Linked DNA regions of Macaca mulatta: region 1 is linked to region 2. Evidence: chromatin contacts called from public Hi-C data. All regions are on one chromosome and are shown on one strand. Each heading gives the region's core, a stretch centred on a gene start, on an enhancer-like site or on the middle of the called end of the contact. The rest is flanking DNA. Distances are from core to core; before and after follow the strand shown.

The links. Hi-C and Micro-C count contacts between places; a contact is called where the count stands out from the background.
Region 1: a Hi-C map of liver shows a contact between it and region 2, with 4 times the contacts expected there. The contact joins the enhancer-like site here to the promoter of CORO2A in region 2. A contact is called at or near these places in 5 of 14 Hi-C or Micro-C datasets (CD4 T cells, blood, cortical neurons and 2 more).

What each region holds. Positions count from the first base shown.
Region 1 is chr15:60,283,479-60,287,870 of T2T-MMU8v2.0, reverse strand. TRIM14 (tripartite motif containing 14) reads right to left here. Exons shown (of 8, transcript XM_028835036.2): 2 at 2,641-2,879. The coding sequence starts at 2,847. CORO2A (coronin 2A) reads right to left here. Exons shown (of 12, transcript XM_015117227.3): 12 at 4,260-4,392. Among named protein-coding and RNA genes, the nearest start is that of NANS, 60 kb to the left of the region's middle. Within about 2 kb of position 2,945, at least 13 of the 40 cell types and tissues checked have an H3K27ac peak or open chromatin away from gene starts, as enhancers often do. A contact at or near this core is called in CD4 T cells, blood and liver, where this site is marked.
Region 2 is chr15:60,208,781-60,213,319 of T2T-MMU8v2.0, reverse strand. It overlaps CORO2A (coronin 2A), which reads right to left and starts at 1,465. Exons shown (of 12, transcript XM_015117227.3): 1 at 1,133-1,465. All of the region lies in intron 1 of TRIM14 (tripartite motif containing 14), which reads right to left.

The sequences.
Region 1 (4,392 bases), core at 1,696-4,195, 73 kb before region 2:
AGACTCTTGGAAAGACTGGACTGCCTTGGTACCTTGTCTACACAGTTCCCTTACAAGGTTCCCAACCTTGTGGTAAGTAAAGAATGTCACTTTCTGACAGGTCTAGAAACCTCAAGATATTTTGGAACCTTGAGAAGAGAAGAATTCGCCCAATGTGTGTGGGTATCACAGGCATAGTCTGATGGTAAATCCTTGGTTTGGCTTTTTAGCTGTGAGGCTTTTAAAAGTCGAATCCAGGCCAGGCATAGTGGCTCATGCCTATAATCCCAGCACTTTGGGAGACTGAGGCAGGAGGATCACCTGAGCCCAGGAATTCTAGACCAACCTGGACAACATGGTGAAACCCCATCTCTACAAAAAAAAAGTACAAAAAAAATTAGCCAGGTGTGGTGGTGCATGCCTATAGTCCCAGCTACTTGGGAGGCTGAGGTAGGAGGATCGCTTGAGCCTGGGAGGTGGAGGATGCAGTGAGCCAAGGTCATGCCTTGCACTCTAGTCTGGGTGACAGAGTGAGACCCTGTGTCAAAAAAAAAAAAAGTGAAATCCAAAATTCCTTATGAAAGTTCCAATAATGCAAATTATCAGGCCAAGTATACTACTAAAACTTAATTTGCAAGTAAATTTGTCCTATCAAGACTCATTTTTGCTAAAAACAGGGAACTAGAGAGAGAAAAATTACGTTTCAGAAGAAAATCTTAGCACACCTGTTAGTGCTGCACACCTGTTATTCCTGTTATTAGATTCCAGCCCTGGCCATTGTTTTCGAGTTTTTATTATTTTCCTACAATTTGGACTAAATCCTGAATTATTTCCTGGCTACAACAAGGAAGGTTGTAGAAAAAGTTTTAGAAGCCAATTCCTGGATTTTAAAGAAGGCTTGGGATTTTCTTCATGATGTTTTTAGTTGACTCTCCAGTGGAATAGGTTTGGTGTTGTTCTGCCATAGAGATTCTCTTTTTCTATTTATTTATTTATGACAGAGTCTCACTCTGTCACCCAGGCTGGAGTGCAGTGGCATGATCTCGGCTCATTGCAACCTCCATCTCCCGGGTTCAAACAATTCTTATGCCTCAGCCTCCTGGGTAGCTGGGATTACAGATGTGTACCACCACACCTGGCTGATTTTCATATTTTTTAGTAGAGATGAGGTTTCACCATGTTGGCCAGGCTGGTCTCGAACTCCTGGCCTCATGTGATCCTCCTGCCTCAGCCTCCCAAAGTGCTGGGATTACAGGCATGAGCCACTGTGCCCGACTGCTTATGTCATTTTAATGTAAATTCTTGGTAAACAATTTAGGAACTGCCTCTTCTTTTTTCCTTAAAAACTTATATGTAACTGCTGCTAATCAGAGTGGATAGTCTCGGAAATTTGAATCTATGGTCCCAGTTGGCCATCCTCAGGCTTTAGGCTTGGATAAACTCTGTACTTAATCCTATTTTCTGAATCTTATTACTTCAAGTTGACAGTAGGTAGTGGGTAGGGGAATGGACAAATGGATGGGTGAGACTCTTCAGCCAGATCTGTGGAAAGCAGCCTTGTTAGTTCTGAATAGGTTTTTCAAGCAGCCATTATTATAATTACAGCCATTTCATAAGTTAAAAAAAGGAAGGGTCTGGTGGCAGGGACGGGTCTTGAGCCCACGACTCCACTGGATTGTCCCCCATGATCCCCTTTTCACCTTGGAGTTCCACGGTTGTCACAATGTGGTAGTCTGGAGTCATGCAGTACCGGGGAAAAGCTCAAGATGAGGCCGAGTTCATCACAGAAGACTTCTTGGAGAGGGAAGTGGTAGGATCAACATCTGTCAGACAGGAGGGCCTACCATGCCCAGGCTTCATGAAACCCAGAGAGAGAGAAGGATTTGAGAGGAGCCACAGAACAAGTCAGCTGGAAAGCTGGAGCAGGAGCCCAAAGTCCCTGGGCACTGTTAGGATTATACCTGGGTGAGGTTCTATGGTGACAATGGCTCTACTGGGGGCATCTGGCTAATGGAGTCCTGGGTTCAAGGCCTGACCCTGCCTCCAGAGCCTTCCTCTTGTGGCCTATAAAATGGCCGTAATAATAATGGCTCACCCAAGGCTGCCACGAGTAGGAATGGGAGCGTCTGTGTGGCCGGGGAGGGGAGAGGAGGTAGGTAGTGACAGCTGAGGCTGCTCCAAGGGCAATCAGCCGTCCTCAACTCAAGGTTCACAGGCCCTTTCTATGGATTGCAGATTGAGTAAACCCGAGATGTCTGTGTGGCTTTCTTAGCTACATAGGGCTGTTGATTAAGAGGGAGAGTTTGCACCTCTGTTAACTGGAAGGCAGACTATCTTCCAGCCCAATGGCAGTGTGGTGGATCGGCCATGGTGGACACAGTCAAGGACATCTGGGTACCAGCCTGGGCTCCCAACCTCTCACTCCTGAACCCACCTTTTCTGAAGCTCAACTGATGGCTTTGGCTCGCCTTTGCCCTTCCTTGGGTCTCAGTCTCCCCCTCTGAACTTTCGATCGACCGCTTAGACGCCCTCTGGGGCACCTTTGGTTTCCAGGTTGTAACCCGCCACTGGCCACGGTCAGGTACCTCCCCTCCTCGGCCGTTATGCCTGGACTGGCTCCCCCAACTCCCGCGCGGCGAACCCCGTCCACACCGTCCCCACCTGCACGTGCACCGCCGCCTCCAGCGCCAGGCCCACCGGGTGGCCACGGTGCGCGCCCAGCACCGGGCAAAGCGCGCACACACAGCGGTGGCAGCGGCGACAGAAGAGTTCAGCTATGCGGTCGCCATGCTCCGGGCAGCGCCAGCCGCATCCCTCGACAAGCTCCGACCCCCCAGGGGTCCGGCTGCTAGCCGCCGCGCCCGCCATTCATCTCCGCCACCTCCGGCTCCCCGGGGCACGGGGCGGGGCTCCCACGGGAAACCGAAACCTCGGCCGTGGGCGGGGCGGCTCCAGGCCGGCCGGCCGGCCGCTGGGAGGATGACAGCCTGCAGGGAGCATCCTCCGACCAGCAGGGTGCTCCCTCTGCCCGCCCAGGCCAGGAGGTGGCCTCAGCAGAAATGGGAGGCTCCTAATAAGCCAGCCGGGAGAGGGTGGGCTTCCTGCTTAATGACGCTGGATCACTAACGCCCAGAAAACTGCAGCCCTGGTGATGGGACCAAAGTTGGCTGGACCTTCCAGGGGTGCTCCTCTCACTTTCCCTTGATCCTCTCTTGCCCTTTTCCCGGGAAAGATAATCATTCCCACAACTATAAGAAACCTAGTCAAGCTCAAATAACGACACAGAGATTCTCCAATTGAGTTTATTTCGGACTGAGCAGGAGGATTGCAATTCGGGAATAAATGTGCCATGGCACCCAAGGGGTAGAGGCGCGGAGTACGCAGGGAGGCAAAGGAAAGTAGAGGCTTTTAAAAGCAGAAGGAGGCGGATTGCATACATTGTTTTAAAATAATAATACTTGATTACAAGAATTAATACGGGTGGCTTCAATCCGAAAGTTGAACAGGCAGTTGCTGGGCAGATGTCCTCATATCGTGGCTTTTGTGCATTGCTGTGGTTCTTTGTGCAAGGCTGCAGTTTGGTAATTCCTGTTACCAGGCAAATCGTTGGTGAGGGCCCCCCACTTCATGGCCTCCCAGCACCCTTTAGTTATTTTGTTTGAGACAGGGTCTGGCTCTGTTGCCCAGGCTGGAGTGCAGTAGTGCGATCAAAGCTCGCTGCAGCCTCTAACTCCTGGGCTCAAGTGATTTTCCCACCTCATTCTCTGGAGTAGCTAGGACTACAGGAGCACCATTTAGTTTGATTTTGACATAAGTGACTCTGTTTTGGTACTGACAACTTTCACAGACACACCCCCACCCCAAATTCCAGTTGCCCCCAGGCTCAAGTCTCCAAGCCCACTTTTAAAGCCCTTGGCTCTTTCTTAAGATCCTTGGTCCCCGCCCTGCCTACGCTCCACCCTTTGATTTTTCAAGACTGGAGGACCTGCAGTTTACCCTGCTTGGAACATTCTTCTTCCCAAATGCCCTTTGCCCTGAGTATTCCAACTTATCCTGCAGATTTCTACCTTACTATCTTTGCCTCCAGGAAACCTTCCCTGCTTCTCCTTCCAGAACAGCCTACGTTTCCCCTATCCCGGCCCTCCCCATTCCCCCAACCATGACTGAAAACTGCAGAGGGCAAAGACTGTCTGTCCTGCCTGTTTTCCAGCTTGGTGTCTGACTCCAACAGTAGATAGTTAATTGGTATTTGTGGAACAAATCAAGACAAGGAAAGCTCCTTGTAGTAAAATGTCTGGCCAGATGTTTATTATTTTGTGACATTATTTCCATCGCACATTCCACATCTATTTATTTTCACTTTTATTTATTATTATTATTTTTCACAAAGGTACAAGGAATTTCAGAAACAAC
Region 2 (4,539 bases), core at 216-2,715:
TGGGGCTGGAGGTGAGCATACTTAAGGGACCTGATCACTGCTCCAGGGTGAGGGAGGAAGGGTCAGAGGTTGTTTGTGTGTTCAGAGCAGGACCAGCAGGAGAGGCAGTGACTGGGTAGCAGATTCCAGCCTGGTTTACAACTAATGAGATCCCCATCACAAGGAGTGTGCAAGGGGGCAGCAAGACCTTCCAGAGGGGGTCTTACAGAGGGGCTGGGCCAGATGCCATAGGTCTTCTTTACCTAGGGAGCCTGGACCACAGTCCCTCAGACCTGTGCTCTGTCCCATCCCTTAATACCACGCAGACACAGCCCCTTGGCATTGTTACCCCTCTGAGGTCCAGGCGTGGCCGCCAGTCAACCCTTGTCACACCAGCTAGTGTGTGTCACACCTTATCACACACTAGCTCTGGGACACAGAGCTAGGCACCAGCACCTGGCCCGGGTGGGGAAGGGGAAGGAGCTGTCCTGTACCACTCTGTAAATCGAGGTGCCTACGTGGGGCTGGTCCAGGCAGTCGTGCCGCCAGGAGTCCAGCCACCTCCAACCTAGGGCTCCTCCAGCCCCAGACGAGTAAACCCTCTTGGTGGGCCGGCTGATGCCCCACCTGCACGCCCAGGCCGGCTTGGCGGGGACCCGGGGATGCCCCCCACCCCACCGTTTCCTGTACCAGGAAGCTGAGGCCCAGCAGGTAACGCAGCCAAGAGGGGGAGGGTCCCGACAAGAGTCCCATGGAGCACCCGGGCCACAGCAGGGGCCTGTAGGAACCGGCTGGCCGCGCCCAGAGTGCGCTTCCCTCACCGCGGGCTGGAGGGGTGGGAGGTGCAGACAGTACTCATGCGGGCAGCGAGCCGTCGGGAGCGCGGACCTCGGGGCGGCCCCTCCCAACAACCCCGAGAGAAGGGGGCCACCAATGAGCCCGCTATCCTGACGGGGAAACTGAGGCCTGAAGAGGAGCAGTGCTTTGTGCAAGGTCACGCAAAGGGGCTGAAAGCCAGGTCCCCCGCGCGCCGAGCCCCGCATCCCTCCCTCTCCGAGAGCTGAAGCCGCGGGGGGCTCAGTGCGCACGTCCCGCCCGACGTCCCCATCGCGCAGACCGGGAAGGCACGGCCGGCGGCGCGGGGCCGCCCTACCTTGATGACGGCCGCGCAGGTGGTGGTGGCGGTGGCGGTGGCGGCGGCGGCGTCCAGCTCCGGCTCCGCGCTCCTCGCCGCCCGCCGACTCCCGGCGCCCAGAGCCGCCGCCGCCTCCCTCTGCAGCCCGGCGGGCGGGGCTGGAAGGCGGGGCGGGGGCCCGGCCAAAGGTCCGCCCTCTCGCCCGCCCCGCGGGTCCGCCCTGGCCACCCTTTTCCGCCCCCACGACCCCAACCGCGCTCCTGGCTTCCCGGGGCGGGTCTCGGGGCGCGCACACGTGCTGGGAGCAGGCGCGCACACGTCGCAGTGATTGGGGCGGGTTGCTGGCCACCAGGCGGAGGCTGGGGACAAGCAGAGCCGCCGGCCCCACGTCCCGCCGTGCCCTCTCTGCGTGGTGTGGGATGAGGAACCTGACCTCCGGGAGCCTCAGTTTCCCCCGTGGTGAAATGGAGACAATAACCGCGTCGGCCTCTTAAGGCTGTTTGAGCCCTGGATGTGACAATCCCGGACAGGTACAGTGCGCGCGCAGAGCCCGACCGGGGAAGCGCTCCTTTCCCCGAGCAGTTACAGCTGTTACCGAGGCTTCCCAGTCCGCAGGGAGGAGAGGAGCCGGGAGCGCCGCTGGGAGCAGAGGAGGACGCCCTTCCTTCTCTCGGGACCAGCGGGGGCGCTGCTGCCCAGCCTCGCCGGCTGGGGAGCCCTGAGGACACTAGACAATGGGGAGGCCCTACCTTTGGGTACCACCCCTACCGAACACTACTGAGCCACGCACTGCTCTAAGCGCCTTCTGTGCATTACCTCCATTCACTGTCACACAGGCCTATGAGGTTGATACCATTACTCACCTATTTAACACAAAAGAAAGCTGCGGCACACAGAGGTTAAGTACCTAGGTTAAGATCACACGGCTAGTCATGCGACCCCAGGCAGTATGGCTCCCAGGGCTGCTAAGCTCACAGCCACTCTACCACACCACGTCTCCGAAGAGCTCTTGGTTTTGTTCAGTAAAGACCGTTATCTTGAGGGCCTTGAACTGCTCCGTGGCACATAGTAGGCACTCAATATATAGCTGTGGAGTGGATGACAGAGTACACTATTACTACTTTACATATCTGTATCATTTCTTCTAAGCCTAGCAACCCCTTTATTTAGCCACTATTATTACCTCCATTTTACAGATAAGAAATTGAGGCTTGGAGTGGCAAGGTACTTGGGGAGCTCTTGATTCTCTCCTTAGAATGTGACTCAGCTTTCATAGTCCACTGCACCACTCCCCTGCCCAGAGATGGACGGGCTCCCTGCCTACCACCTAAAGCCCAGTGTGCAGTATGGTCCTGAAAACCCTCAGCCTACAGCTCTGATTCAGGCCTTCTGGAGTCGGACTGCCCAGCAGGCAGGCTGAACGCATGCTTCTGGTGTTAGCATGCAAGAGTTGGGTATCTAAACTTTCAAAGAAGCATATGGATGGCTGGGCGCGGTGGCTCATGCCTGTAATCCTAGCATTTTGGGAGGCCAAGGCAGGTGGACTGCTTGAGATCAGGAGTTCAAGACCAGCCTGGCCACCATGGTGAAAACCTATCTCTAGTAAAAATACAAAAATCAGCCGGGTGTGGTGGCATGTGCCTGTATTTCCAGCTACTTGGGAGGCTGAGGCAGGAGAATAACTTGAACCTAGGAGGTGGAGGTTGCAGTGAGCCGAGATTCAGGATTGCACACATGGGGAACCTGACGCCACAGTGGTCATGACCTACCCAGGATCCCCTAGCTAGAAAACCACATAGCACGTCTGGTTCCAAAGTTGGGCCCATCTGCTAGCACCTTCTATTAGGCCTTAGTGTGGATTGGGATGGGCCAGGAAACCTCCCTCTTCCTCCTTCCCAGTGCACCCACATGGCTGGCTTTTTTTTTTTGGAGACGGAGTCTCACTCTGTTGCCCACCCTGGAGAGCAGTGGCGTGATCTCGGCTCACTGCAAGCTCCGCCTCCTGGATTCACACCATTCTCCTGCCTCAGACTCCTGAGTAGCTGGGACTACAGGCGCCCGCCACCACGCCCGGCTAATTTTTTGTATTTTTAGTAGAGATGGGGTTTCACCGTGTTAGCCAGGATGGTCTTGATCTCCTGACCTCGTGATCTGCCTGCCTCAGCTTCCCAAAGTGCTGGGATTACAGGCGTGAGCCACCGAGCCCAATGGCCGGCTTTGTTAATCTTCCATGTGTAGGTAAACATCTTGTGTAGGACCAGAACATATGTGTGTGGGGTGGGGGTGGGGGACAAGTTCTCCATCTATATGCCCCACGTGGAACTTTCTGTACGATATGGCCCCATGTCCATGAGGGAGGGGGTTGAGAAAGAATGAGGAGACAGTGCCTGGGGGCTGGCGCTCTGTGTTTGGAGGATAGCAGCCTTGAACATGGGCAATCTCTGGAAGTGAGTACCTCTTCTGTTGGGGAATGTTGGGAGGGGGGCCTTCCACCTCCTTTGACCCAGTCCCTTTATTCTTAGGGATGTTGCCCCAGGGAGGTTCCCTGGGTTACTCCCTTTTCCTCTCCTATAGAGCAGGTTGGCCCACAGCTTGCTGGGGGCCTAAGGCCTGGGGAAGGCATGCTTTGAGCTTGAGGTCCTGTCCTCTAGGGTGGGAAGGTGGGGCTGAGAGGGATCGGATCCTGCAGCCCTGGAAGGCAGCAGCCCCGGGGGAAGGGGACGACAGCTGTGGTGCGGGCCAGGAACCTGACACCAGGAGTGGGCCCCAAACACCCTCCAGAAAGAGCAGGGAAGGGCGGGCAGGTGCCCCAGGGGCAGTAGCAGCAGGCACAGATGCTCTGGGGTGGGCCCACTGGTCCCTGCTCAGCCTCCCTGCCATGTGGATATCACGCTTCCCTTGTTGTCTCTGATGAAGGGGAGAAATAGTGCTACAATCCCAGCTTGAGGCAACCATGAGGAAATTCTTCCTCTAATTTTCTTTGGCCTAGAACTATCTACTGAGGGTATACCCAGGAGGCCACAGGCCAGGCATGCCCCTTCCCTGGGTTCTTGGGGAAGGTGTTCTAGGTTCCAGAGGTGGGGTAAACCAGGGGGAGTCCTCCCTGGCTTTGCAGTAAGGGCTCTAGGCTGGAGCACGGCTCCACCGGTGGCTGTGTGACTTTGGATACATTAGCTAATGTCTCTGACCCCTGTCTACTCATTGGTAACCTGAGCTTGGCCTGGGTGAGTTGACGCTGTAGGACAGGCAGTTCTCAATCCCAGCTCCCTGTCAGGGCCTGAGGAGGCAGTTAGTCCTCACTGTCCTGTGTCCCCAACCCTTCTGTGTATGAGAATGCCTGGGCCCCACCACAGGCTCCAGGCATAGGAACCTAGCACCAACATTTTAAAAAAGCTACTCAGGTGATGTGTGTGTGTGTGTGTGTG